Regions from separate parts of the Mus musculus genome. Here all the other regions are linked to region 1. The links are chromatin contacts, called in public HiChIP or PLAC-seq maps. All regions are on one chromosome and are shown on one strand. Each heading gives the region's core, a stretch centred on a gene start, on an enhancer-like site or on the middle of the called end of the contact. The rest is flanking DNA. Distances are from core to core; before and after follow the strand shown. Region 1 overlaps Tbc1d23 (TBC1 domain family, member 23). Region 2 overlaps Cmss1 (cms small ribosomal subunit 1). Region 3 overlaps Cmss1 (cms small ribosomal subunit 1).

Region 1 (4,250 bases), core at 1,310-3,809:
AGCCTCTGACAGTTAATTCTGGACAGCTACACAGCTTGTTGAATCACATGGTTTAATGCCATAAAGAAACTCATAGAAAATTACGGAAATATGTTGTAGCTAGGCAGTGGCGGTGCATGCCTTTGGTCCCAGCACTTGAAAGGCAGATCTCTGTGAGTTCGAGGCCAGCCTGGTCTACAGATCAAGTTCCAGGACAGCCAAAGCTACCCAGAGAAACCCTGTCTTAAACAAACAAAGAAAACAAAAGAGAAGAGGGCACATATGAGCCTGGCTCCTCCATACACAAGAGAAACAGTTCTTTGGATGGCCTGTAAGTCTGTGGACCTGAAAATTACAGTTTGTCGAGCATTGAGTTTAAGGAAATAAAGTGTCTATTTCTAACATAGAGCTTTTGTTCAGATTGCCAGACTCTTGCTACATAGTGAGACTTTCAAGCTTAATACATAAGAAAAAATGTATTTACATCTTAACGGTTACCTTTTTGTGTGTATATAAATTGGGTCCGCCTAATTCCCTGTGAGATCCATTTAAAAACAGCCTGTCCCCCCCTCCCCCCCCACCCCCTTTTTGGTTTCTTTTTTACTATCTGGTTGTATGGTGTGAACTTCATGTCTAATCCCACAATGCCACATGTTGTTGCCTTTTTAGGAAGGAGTCCGGTTCTTCGTGGTGGACTGCCGTCCTGCGGAGCAGTACAATGCTGGGCATTTGGCAACCGCGTTCCACCTAGACTCAGACTTGGTTAGTCGATGTGCACGTCGGATGTTTTGGGAGAGACGGGGTGGATCTCCCTCTGGCTTCTAGCTAGATCTACGTGACCCAATGGGGTGCTGTCTTCTGGCAGCTGCCCTGTGGGAGGGGCTTGAGGTCCCTTTTCTTCTAGGGGCAGTTGTCATAAAGTGACGTCTGTTAACTGTGGCTCACGCTCCTCCCATTATTATGTCAGTAAATTCTACACTCGCTGTGAGCTATCTCCCAGGTAGATCACTTAGCATTGTGCCTTGCACCTTGTAAGTACTGTAGAAATAGGAGCTCTTAGCATAATTGGATAAGAATCCTATAAGTTTTTGCTATAAGACATTTTTAAAGTTTATGAGTATTTTTATAACTAATATGCAGGCAATGTTGTATCTGACATATAATTGCTCAGTTGTTAAAGTCACCGTAGCCTAGGGTAACTCCCATTGTAGAATGAGTAAAGTAAATATGATCATAAGAGGCGCTTAGAGCTGTTGAGGCACGGAGACTGGCGCCATGTAAGCCTCTCTAAGGTTAAAGCCTCAGAGGTGGGGGACAGCTGAATAGGGAGGTGCCCTCCACCCCCACCCCTCCCCCACCCCCTCCCCTCCAGCTGAATACACAGCCTTCCCTCCTCATTCATCTTGTCTAGAGATAGTGGTCCTGGAGCCGGAAGGCTAGGTGGTATGGAGAGGAAACTAACAGAAAATGAAGGTCCTACTTAGAATTTGGACATCGGGTGAGAAAGGACCTGCTAGCCTGTCTGTGTCCTCTGAGTGAGAGCTGTGCCTGCCCCTGCTTTTTCTCATGATTCATGGGTACCTTCCTTTTCATCAGTTAACGTTGCAGAGAATATGCTGAATCAGCTGTCATCAGCTTGCTCAGTCTTCACCTTGAATACATACTCTTTCTTTGCCACGTTACCTTTGCTTCGTGGTTTCTTGGGACCTTTCCCTTTAAGTACGTTCCCTTTAATGTTTCACAGAGGGCCATGGTGCAGCAACGATCATAGTTTGTTGTTCGGTGAATGTATACTTAGTTTACTCTCAGTTTTGTTAGGAAGCTGGTGATGAAAACTTTACACGTATTTTGTGTCGTTTTCCAAATAGCTCTGTAAAGAGACTCTTTAAAGTAGAATAATTGGGTTGGGGGATGTGGCTTTAAAAAGCCTGACGATCCTATACCTCAGTACTGGCTCCGTAATGCTCTGTGTCATCAGCATTCCTGGGCGTTATCAGTCATGGGTTTTTGTTTGTTTTCTAGAATAGACTGAAAATAGAGGTAAGCAAGCAAGGAGAAAACTCCTTTCCTCTCTTCTTGAAGTTGCTTTTTCCTTGGGTGGAGAGCTGTCTGAGAGGTTAGGCGCACACGCTGGTCTTGTAGAGAACCTGAGTTTGTTTCTCAGCACCCACGTGATGCTCATAGCAGCCTTTAACTCCAGTTCCAGAGGCTCTGATCCCTCATGTAGCCACTCAGACATAACAATCTTCAAAACTATTAAATTGCTCTTCTCTCTGATCTGCCCGTTTTTCTCCTGGATTTTTTTGCTGTATGGGATTTTAGTAATGAGAGCTTAGAGTTTTTGTAGTTTTTGGTATACTTACTTCATTGAAGGTGAGGAATGGGTTTTGATTTTTGTTTTATCAATACCTAAAGAAAATGGTAAGTAAATGGTCTCTACTGTTTCTGATGTCTTCTAAGACATACGTGGACTGCCTTGTAAGAGGAAACGGAAAAGCAGAACTGTTTGAATCTGTCCTTGTTATTTCCTCTGTTCAGAACTAAACTGTGTCATCATGACTCAGGACTACTGTAGCTGGGCAGTGGTCCATGTGAAACAGTTCTTCCTTCTGATTGAGGAGTGTTTGTCTCAGCCTTTGTTCCAATATATACATAAACATATCCCTGGAATTTTACTTATTTATGCCTTTTCATTTTCCATCCCTTTAATGCTTGGTTTTTAATGTTGGTAATTTGCATGGATGTAGTTTCCGGTTTTACAAATACATGCTTGCCAAGTTTCTAATTTTTTAAAATAATCTAGATGCTCCAGAATCCATCTGAGTTTGCACAGTCAGTAAAGTCCTTGCTAGAAGCACAGAAACAGTCCATTGAGTCTGGCTCCATAGCAGGCGGGGAGCACCTCTGTTTTATGGGCAGTGGCAGAGAGGAAGAAGACATGTACATGAACATGGTCCTCGCACACTTCTTACAGGTATGTTCACGTTGATTAGTCCGTCTTGTTTGCTCGTGGCTGACACCGTGGAGAAATCCACAGCTAGTGTTCTTTTACTTTTATATCCATGTATCCATATATTTTGTAAGCTTCTCAATTTTATATCTTAACATCTTTTTCTCAATATTTTTCTTACATGCTCATATGATACTATTTTAATTATGTTTTAAACCATATGGAATCTATTTTCATGTAGGAAGTGAGGTAGGAAAATTACTGTGCCATTTATCACTGTGTTGATGAGTTTTCTTTTTTTTATTATATTCTTTCTTTATTTACATTTCAAATATTATTCCCTTTTCTGGTTTCCCCTCTGAAAACCCCCTATTCCACCGCCCCCCCCACACTAACCCCCCCACACCTACTTCCTGGTCCTGGCATTCCCCTACACTGGGGCATAGAGCCTTCACAAGACCAAGGGCCTCTCCTCCCATCGATAACCAACTAGGCCATCCTCTGCTACATATGCAGCTAGAGCCACGAGTCCTACCATGTGTTTTCTTTGGTTGGTGGTTTAGTCCTAGGGAGCTCTGTGGGTACTGGTTAGTTCATATTGATGATCCTCCTATGGGGCTGCAAACCCCTTCAACGCCTTGGGTCCTTTCTCTAGCTCCTTCACTGGGGACCCTGTGCTCAGTCCAGTGGTTGGCTGCAAGCATCCACTTCTGTATTTGTCAGGTACTGGTGGAGCCTCTCAGGAGACAGCTATATCAGGCTCCTGTCAGCAGGCTCTTGTTGGCATCTACAATAGTGTCTGGGTTTGGTGATTGTATATGAATGGATCCCCAGGTGGGGCAGTCTCTGGATGGTCATTCTTTCAGTCTCTGCTCCACACTTTGTTTCTATAACTCCTGCCATGGGTAATTTGTTCCTCCTTCTCAGAAGGATCAAAGTATCCACACTTTGGTCTTCCTTCTTCTTGAGTTTCATGTGGTTTGTGAATTGTATCTTGGGTATTCTGAGCTTCTGGGCTAATATCCACTTATCAGTGAGTGCATTCCATGTGTGTTCTTTTGAGATTGGGTTACCTCACTCAAGATGATATTTTCTAGTTCTCACCTAAGAATTTTATAAATTCATTGTTTTTAATTGCTGAGTAGTACTCCATTGTATAAAAATGTGTCACATTTTCTGTATCCATTCCTCTGTTGAGGGACATCTGGATTCTTTCCAGCTCCTGGTTGTTATAAATAAGGCTGCGATGAACATAGTGGAGCATGTGTCCTTATTACATGTTGGAGCATCTTCTGGCTATATGCCCAGGAATAGTATTAGT
Region 2 (4,250 bases), core at 1,115-3,614, 380 kb before region 1:
CCCTGAGGTGTGGAGTGAGTGTGCTCAGGGCTACAAGGAGTTTGGTGTCAATCTCTAGGAAGCTTTGGCAGAGCTTTTTTTTTTTCATGTAACCTGTGAATGGCATAGCAACCACAGAAGAAATCACACGATTACCTCTGCTGCCACGCGGCATGCTTATTTTTAAAAAAGTCTTTTAACTTGTGCTCCTAACTATCTGCAGCTTTTATTTGCTTCTTGCGAGTTCTTTCAGAAATATAAATTGTATGCTTCTGATTGTAGCCTTACTCACAAGCAGGGCAGGGCAGCACCCACATTAAGTAATTTTAGGAACCAAATAACACAGAGCAAGAATTGCACTTTTGTTTTGAAGGAGAATGTCCAGAAGTTTATGTCATAGTGGCTGATTCCAGATTTAGATGTAATATATGCTGTAGGGGGGTTTCAGTCTGCTTGAGAAACCTATCAGCCCTTGATATTCAAGCTAACTTAAAGTTCCAAACTCGCTTTCTGGCTTCCTGTCACCTGCCAGAGCTTTTAATTTTTACCATCAGTGTATTTGTGTGCTCATTAATAGAAACATTTTAATATTATTTTATCCTGACATCTGAAAACATTTTCTGACTTCTGATAGTTCTCTTTTGAGCACTAAAAATACTGAGGTACATCTCAAGAATGGCAGTACGTTTACCATAGTTATTTTGGTTCATTTTGAAGTCATGGACCTGAACCACTTTTTCCTCCTATAATGCGTGACCAGAACTATATATGACAAATAGCTCCTGCTTATTCTATAGGAAAAATTATTGGACATCTTAAACAGGAAATAAAATGATATTGTACATGCAGATATATAACACAGAATGATCAAATGAAAATTCAGCAAGCAATGGCAAAAGTAACAAACTATTTACTGTTTTATAATGTTAAGTAATTCACCAAGACAAGTTGCAGTCAAATTAAAGTGAGTTATGGAAAATGAAATACATAAAGATGTATTTATACAAGTGCAGACTAAATATTTTCCATACAGGTATGTAAATAAAAAGATATACAGTAAGTGCACACTTGATGTGACTATGCAGGCAACACATAGTTAGTTCCAGATACTCTTGTTCAGTCCATGCACAAATCTTCCCAAAGTACAGGTTTAGTCATTCTTCTAAGGGATTTGGAGGGGTGATTAAAAAGGGACTGAGTTCCTTGCAAGAATATCAGTATGAACTGGATGAGGGTGAGGGTGGTCAGTTATATATATTACTTACTGTAATTTGTGATTGTCGAGGAAGAGGTGTGGCTGTTGGTGTGATAGTAATACTGCTGGTGACTTTATTGGTTGTTTTGTTTAGTGCCCCATTAGTTAAGCCTTGAGTTCTGTTATCCTGCAGTGGTGCTGAAGGGCTGGCAGGTCTCATGGGGCCAGCCACAGCTTGCATGTAAGGACTTCCTAAGTGAATGTGGATTTTATTATCCTCAGTAGTTATCACACTTGAGCTGTTACTGTTTGAACGTTGAAACTGCCATGATGACTGCCGGTCTGGGGAGACTCTGAAAATTGCATGCTTGGCGCTGATTTCTATCGGCTCTGGGGAGCAGCCTTGCTCAGGAGAACTAGGTGAACCAGTCATAGCCAAAACCTGAATAGGTGACATTGTCCGTTCTGGAGTCACAGAACCACAGGACTCTGGGGTCTGTGCTCTGGCAAAGGTTGCCATGGTAACTGGGGACATGCTTTGCTCTAAGTTCATAAGGCTTTCTGTAGAGCTTTTGGACTTAATTGGTGTTATAGAGGCATTTTGGAGAATGGTAATCCTTTGCTTTGGGGTGCCACAGTTTGGTATCACCGCTGTGCTGGTGTAGGAGTGAGGACTCTCTGTGGTTGGACTTGTGATTTCAAGAGTAGCTGTATTTTGAATGTGGTCTGGAGTAACCTTTATGTGAAGTGGCTGCCCAGGTGTGTGACTTAGAACAAGATCTCCAGGTTGTACAAAGTTGCCATTGGACTTAGTTTGTATTTTTCCATTCTGAGGATGGCCCTCCTTGGATTTCATCCAGGGAATCCATAGTTTCCTGTTCATAGGAAGAGAAGAAGACTGGCTGCATCTGAAGGACAGCACAGACTCCTCCTCATTAGGGTCGTCATCCTGGTCCTCATTCTCCTCATAGAACTGACCATTGATCACTGCTCTTTCCAGAGGAATGAGGCTCTTGTAGTCTGGTGGCTCACTGTCTGCTGCTTCCGTTTGAACTTCTTTAGAAAATACTTGCGGGTCAGAGATTCTTCTTTCGTTGAGACTAGGCCGGAGGCTCTTACTAAAGTGCCTATACCTTTCTAACTCTTTAGTGAGGTTTTCAATCTCTCTTCCCAAATCTCTGTTCCTGTTTTCTTGTTGGTTTAGTTTCTTTTGCAGAAGGGAGTGGTCTCCTTGGAGGTGACATATTAGGTCCTCTGTGGCCATGTACTCATGAATTTTCTCTTTTAATGCATCCACTTCTCTGGACAGGTGCCCTGATTTTGCTTCTTCTTCCTGGAGCCTCCTAAAGAGCCACTGCTCGTGGCTGGACTCTGTCTTCTCGGCCAACTTGTACTTGGCAAGCTCCATCTTGGCATGTTCCAGCTCCTGAGACAGAAACTGAGCCTTGTCTCTCTCGTTAGCATACCTCCGTTCTAAGGTCTCGTACTCATCCTCTGTTTTCATGAGGTCATCCTCAATGGCTTTCATATCCTTTAGCTTCAGTTTCAGATTTTCCACTTCTTGAGAGAGCTCTTTAATCTTATTGTTTTCTTGGTGTAATGCTGCTGTGGACTTACTGGAGTCTTGGTTTAATTTGTTTTTTACAAAATCTTTCTCAATTGCTTCCAGTGACTGAAGCCTGTTTTTCAATATAGTAACTTTTGACAAGAGATCATGTCCTTTCTCTTCTTCTGCTTTCAGTTTATTTCTGAGGTCATCTCTCTCCTTGGTTACACTGTACATCTTCTCTTCTGCATCAGTTTTGGACTTGAGTGCCCTCTTGGTTTCCTCAATTAACTTCTCAGTCACTGTTGTTACTTTATTTTGCTCTGCTTGGAGCTGAGAGGTGGTGCTTTGTAACTTATCTTCTGTTTGCTTTAATTTTTCACTCATTGTTTTGCGTTCATCTACAAGCATCACAGTTAAAGTTTTCAGTTTAGTTAAATCATCCTTTAGTGTGATTTCTGTCTTTTCTAGCCGACTTTCAATGGCTTCTAGCTCTTTGATTCTGGCATTTAAACTCTCCAGCTCTTCAGACAATTGCTTTGTGGTCATCTTTTCTTTTTCTAAATTGCATTTCAGAGAGTAGCATTCTTGTTTGCTTTTGTCTAAAGCATCTTCTAATTTTTCCAGAGCTGTGATCCTTACACTAAGTTTGTCAACCTCTAGTTTGAAGTCTTTACTCTGTACTGTCTCTTTCTCTAGCCTCTTATTGAGGTCTCTGCACTGCTCCTCCATTTTTATGAGCTCTTCATCTTTCCCTTCCATGTCCAGCACGCGCTTCCTGAGCTCATCCACTTCATCCATGATGCCAGAGTTTCCATATTCTCCCTTGTTTATTTTGTCTTTTATATCCTGCAGCTCTTCCTCGGCTTTTCTTAAAGACCTGTTGGTCTCTTCTAACTCATCAATTTGCCGACTGAGTGCTGCCAGCTTCTGTCGGAGCTGGCGATTTTGACTGTCCTCATTGGTGAGCTTCGCCATAATTTTGTCTTGGTTTTGGTGAAACTCTGTGGTCTGTGTCTGCAGTTCTTTTTCTAGTCTGGTTGCCTTCTGCTCTTCTTCCTGAGCTCTGGCCTCAGCAAGGGCTAGTTTACCCTGTGTTTCCTTTGCACTTGTGGTCAGAGCTTGGATTTTCTGTCTTTGAAGGGCGAGTTGAGCTGTAAGCCGTTGTTGTTCATCCACCACCATCAAAGCAAAGGACTTCAGCTTGGTCAGCTCCTCCTTCAGGGTCTTGATCCTCTTCTCCTTTTCTTGCTCCTTCTTTTCCTGGGACGCAGTTTCTTGATCAATTAGTTTCTTTAATCTGAAAATACAAGAGCACAGACTGCAGTTAGTACTTTAGGAATTCACCAGCTGTAATTAACCTTCTTTGTAATAAAAAGCAATTGCTCATAGTTAGCTTCCTGAGAAGTGTTATTAAAAAAACGAAAAACAAAAAAACCAAAACCAAAAAAAAAAAAAAAAAAAAAAACCAACCCAGATACCTGGCTTAAAATTTGTTTAACATTGATTAGTAACAGTTCAAGGTCACCG
Region 3 (4,250 bases), core at 759-3,258, 270 kb before region 1:
ACCCAAATGTCGAATGAAATTTATTGTCTTCTCCTGAAGCAATCCTGGCCTGCCCTAGCCCATCAAATCCTAACACTCGCATTGCTCTCCTGGTAATACCCTCCTCTCGCCCATCTAGCCACTATACCTACTTAACTGATAGGTATGTATCCTCACCTCATTTCATAAAGATTGACGTTAGTTCAGTAAGATACATGGTGGGGCACTGCAGAGTAAATTCTCTAACAGTGAGCATAGAACAGGGTATTGGAGCAAAGAAGGAATGAGTACCAGAAGAGCAGATGAATCTGGAAGTGACACAGGCATACAGAACACATGTCATGGAGACCAGCCAGCCACATGTTGCCAGTTAATTCAACATCCAGAAGTACTTTAGATTCATCTTTGTCTGAAAATGCAGTATTGCAGCCTCTGTACCCTTCAAATGCCTGTCTACCTCATATTCACTCTCCACTGCGCTTCTAAAGAAGCGATTCTCACAAGACCCAATCATGTTATGCTTGCCCCAGCGTTGAGATTTCCTGTAGCTCTCCAAAGCCTTTGAAAGAAAGTTCAAGTGAACACCCAGAGAAAACCTCCTGCCAGGAGAATTTCTGGCCTATCCTTTAAGACTCGGCATTGATATCTCTGAAGCCATCCTTGGCTTTCATGGGCACTTCTGCTGTGTACTCAGGGTATACGACTCAGGATGTAATTATTGAACATCTATGTCATCAATTGTGCTTGCACGGAAGAGTACCTTTGCAAAGGTAATCCTTTTTAAAGCATTTCTGTTTGAGAAAACATACTTAAGAAATTATACCAAAAAAAAACAGGAATTCTAGTACTCAAGAGAGTGAGGCAAGAAGATCCCAACTTTCAAGCTAGCCTGAACCAACACCCCATCTCAAGGTATAAATAAATAAATAAGTATTAAAAAAGTGAATTTAAAAGAGGGGCTGAATAGAACTTATCTACTTAGCCTGATGATACCCTAGTGTCAGTCCTCAATGCCTAAAAGAAACAAGAAAGCAACAAAGTGAGGGAAGGTGGGACAGAGGGACAGGGACTGAGTAGGGTTGGGGGTTGAGAAGGAAGGAAGGAAAGGAATAATTTCCACACTAGAAGAGAATGCTAAGTACAAAGTAGGAGACAGGAAGGAAGGGGGCCCTGTCTCGCAGACAGCGTATATTACTTTGTCTTAGGATATTTACTAGCATTCTCTCCGCACCTCAGTGGGAGTCACGTATATTACCTGAACCACAGTGAGAGGTACAGAGGTGCAGTAGTATCTGTAGGATAGGTGGAAGAAAATTCTAACAACTGCCCAGAACTATATGGAAGTTTCTTCTCTTATTTTATTTAGATTTGCGTGAGCATGGAGATGGAACCATGGACGCATATATCTTTAGTATGTATAGGCCACATTCCCTGCCCTGGGAATTGCTTCTTGTGGTTCACAGAGTGAATCTGCTGGACTTCAAGGAAAAGCTCAGGGCCTAGCCTACTCAATCAGCCCTTTGCTAAACACATAAAAGAAGCCTGCCACTTGATGGTTCATTTGCTTTACAGCAGTTTGCCAGAGGCTCAAGCAAAAGGTCCTAATTAAAAGATCTGCTGTTTCTGTGGTCTCTTGCTCAACGGTAAGGAGAGAACCCTCAGGGCTTCATCCCATCCCCACACAGTGAATCCAGTTAATCTTCTAGATTAAAACAAAGCATGCACACCACCCTCAAAATTTACAGCTGAGTTTCACACATAGTCTAGTTCCCTCTACTCTCTGAGGTCCTCTATACATGTGGATATAAAGATGCCGGTCAGTCTCTCAACCCTAGTGGCTCTCAGTCCTGAAAGAGGCATGGGAGTGGGGAGCCTCTGGCCAGCAAGGGGTCCAAGCATGCCTATTGTTTGAAAGTGTTCCCAGTAATTCTAATGTATGGTCAGGAGTGAAGACACTGTCCTAGAGTCAAGACAGTATTCACTGCACTCCGCCCTGAATTGCTTCATGTCCCCTCTTCATCCTTCACGCCTCTGCCCTTCAACTTCCCCGGGGTTTTCCAGCCTCTTGCTTTTAGAAGGAAGACAGTTGGCCAGAGCCACAGCAGAGCACTGCCCACACTCAGAAAACAACATGTGTCTTTGTGTTCTTGTTTACTATCTATCTCTCACTGGACCTGAGGCTCTGATATTGGCACTGCTATGGAGTCCCTGACAGCTGCAGATCCAGGAGTATGTGATGGCTATGCTGAGGCAGGGGCAGAAGGAGCTGGAAGCAGCAGCTAGACATCTGGAGGAAAAGTCATGCCTAAGCTAAGCAGTACTGAATAATCACCACATCAAAGACTACCTACTCTTGCTACTTCTTTATGAAAGAAAAATTAAATCCACAAAACAATATATGCTTATTAAAAACAACTTCAGTGTTGTTAAAAGTGAAAGTTCTTTGGTGCTTGTTATTTGAAGTATTTTATATAGTCTACAGAATTAATATGTAGGTTGATTTTTAAAAGAACTGAGCTATTTCAAGTGTAGTATAAAGTAACTGTGTCCTCTATAAACATGGTGACAATGCCTGTAGTTTGCCCTGTAGCAAGACATGGGTCGGGGTAGGGCAGGGATTTGGCCGGAGCCATATTTTCCTAGACAACCTGTCTTCTGGGTGTTACCTGTTTCAGAGCACTTGCTTTTCATTAAATCATTCCATATTTCATATTCTTTCTCTTTTACCCAAAATGAGGTCTGATTGAGTCTAATATTAATAATGCTACTTATTATAGATGTCAGTTCTCTTAATGGAGGCTTACAATTAATCTATGTTAAGGGTGATAGATAAATTTGGTGATAGCTAGGATAGCCTCTCATTCCACCTGGTTTTTCTAAATAAGTCTTAATGGAACAAAGCTGTAACTGTTCATCTATGTATCATCTAGAGCTGTCCACATCCTACAATGACAGGGGAGAGGCATCGCGACAGAAACCATATAGCAGCAAAATCTAAAATCCTTGCTATGCGGGACTTTGAGGCAAAAAATTGACCAACTTGTGTTGACCTGACCAACAGAATCTTACTCTCAAGAATCAGAACAAACCCAGTAAGGTCTGTGTGTGGGAATGAGGATGCTGGGATTTTGTCTGTAATACTATGCACGTCTCACTGCTTTCGGTAGAGAGCGACTCAGCAAGGACACAGTATAGGATGGCCCAGGGAGAGGGTATGAAGACATGTTCCATCAGAAAGAGGCTCAGCAAGGACACAGTATAGGATGGGCCAGGGAGAGGGCATGAAGACATGTTCCGTCAGAAAGAGGCTCAGCAAGGACACGGTACAGGATGGGCCAGGGAGAGGGTATGAAGGCATGTTCCATCTAGTTGGGTCCTGTCTTCCCATCCAACAAGTCACATCTTCTCCCTTTCTACTCTGTCCCCTCCCAGGAGGAACAGTGCTTGCTGAAAATGTGGCCAAGATTTTCAGAATACCTATAGGTTGGAGCCTTTAAATTTAAACCAGTCTGCCCTGTCTTTGCTGCCAAACCTCATAAATCATTCATCTGAACAATTAAAGGCTGGGCACCTGGTGAATGGTGGCCCAGGTGCAGTAGGTTAACCCCCTCCTTCCAGCTGCTTACAGAGAAAGGCAGGGGACCTCACACCAAGTCAGCTGTGAAGGAAACATTAGGAATTTGGTTTTCATCTCCATTGGGCTTGTATTCCCCGCAAGTCCCACGTTATTTAGGAAACACCCCTCGATGGAGATCCCACTGCGGCTCTTGCAGTTATAGGTGTCTGACTGTTTGCACTGGCCACTCTTAGATAGGTTCCCGTCACTGCAGGCTTGCTAGAGCTGACCTCCTTCTCTTGGCGGTGGAGACCTGGTTTCTAAGAAGTTTTTCCTTCTGCAGAGCTTGGTCTGTGTGGTCACATTCTGTCAAGACAGTGGATGTTCCACGTAAAGGCCAACTCTGAATTTGGTTTAGAGTGGGCTTTGAATATCTTTCGATTTGCCGCACACTCTTCTAAACTCAGACGGGGTTAAAAGTAGCCTAAACATTGAGTGACCTACACAATTGAGAGGAAACAAATTGATTCTGTGTCTGGCTTGTTTATCTACCCACTGTATGGCTATAATTAGCCCGAATTTTTAATAACAAAATTGCAAAGCCGAAAGGGACCTTGAAAAATATCTAATTTTACTGATGTAGAAATGGGGCCTGCGAACCTGGAGTAATTGTTCACAGTGATGAAGTCTCCTCCTTTAGGCCTTCAAACCAAAA

What was found. HiChIP or PLAC-seq counts read pairs in DNA pulled down with a chosen protein or histone mark.
Region 2: an H3K27ac HiChIP or PLAC-seq map of bone marrow-derived dendritic cells shows a contact between it and region 1, with 9 times the contacts expected there. The contact joins two enhancer-like sites. A contact is called at or near these places in 5 of 484 Hi-C or Micro-C datasets (the C2C12 cell line, bone marrow-derived macrophages, embryonic stem cells and 1 more), 2 of 115 datasets of contacts at active chromatin or transcription factors (bone marrow-derived dendritic cells and large pre-B cells) and 2 of 9 other capture datasets (embryonic stem cells and liver).
Region 3: an H3K27ac HiChIP or PLAC-seq map of bone marrow-derived dendritic cells shows a contact between it and region 1, with 4 times the contacts expected there. The contact joins two enhancer-like sites.

Annotation. Positions count from the first base shown.
Region 1 is chr16:57,187,965-57,192,214 of GRCm38.p6, reverse strand. It overlaps Tbc1d23 (TBC1 domain family, member 23), which reads left to right. Exons shown (of 19, transcript NM_001358433.1): 10 at 649-741; 11 at 2,783-2,953. Among named protein-coding and RNA genes, the nearest start is that of Gm16892, 23 kb to the right of the region's middle. Within about 2 kb of position 2,559, at least 93 of the 459 cell types and tissues checked have an H3K27ac peak or open chromatin away from gene starts, as enhancers often do. A contact at or near this core is called in bone marrow-derived dendritic cells, where this site is marked.
Region 2 is chr16:57,569,420-57,573,669 of GRCm38.p6, reverse strand. The region is part of intron 1 of Cmss1 (cms small ribosomal subunit 1); the gene reads left to right. Filip1l (filamin A interacting protein 1-like) reads right to left here. Exons shown (of 5, transcript NM_001040397.4): 5 at 866-4,020. The coding sequence ends at 1,224. Among named protein-coding and RNA genes, the nearest start is that of Cmss1, 35 kb to the left of the region's middle. Within about 2 kb of position 2,364, at least 18 of the 459 cell types and tissues checked have an H3K27ac peak or open chromatin away from gene starts, as enhancers often do. A contact at or near this core is called in bone marrow-derived dendritic cells, where this site is marked.
Region 3 is chr16:57,453,584-57,457,833 of GRCm38.p6, reverse strand. The region is part of intron 1 of Cmss1 (cms small ribosomal subunit 1); the gene reads left to right. All of the region lies in intron 1 of Filip1l (filamin A interacting protein 1-like), which reads right to left. Among named protein-coding and RNA genes, the nearest start is that of Filip1l, 100 kb to the right of the region's middle. Within about 2 kb of position 2,008, at least 40 of the 459 cell types and tissues checked have an H3K27ac peak or open chromatin away from gene starts, as enhancers often do. A contact at or near this core is called in bone marrow-derived dendritic cells, where this site is marked.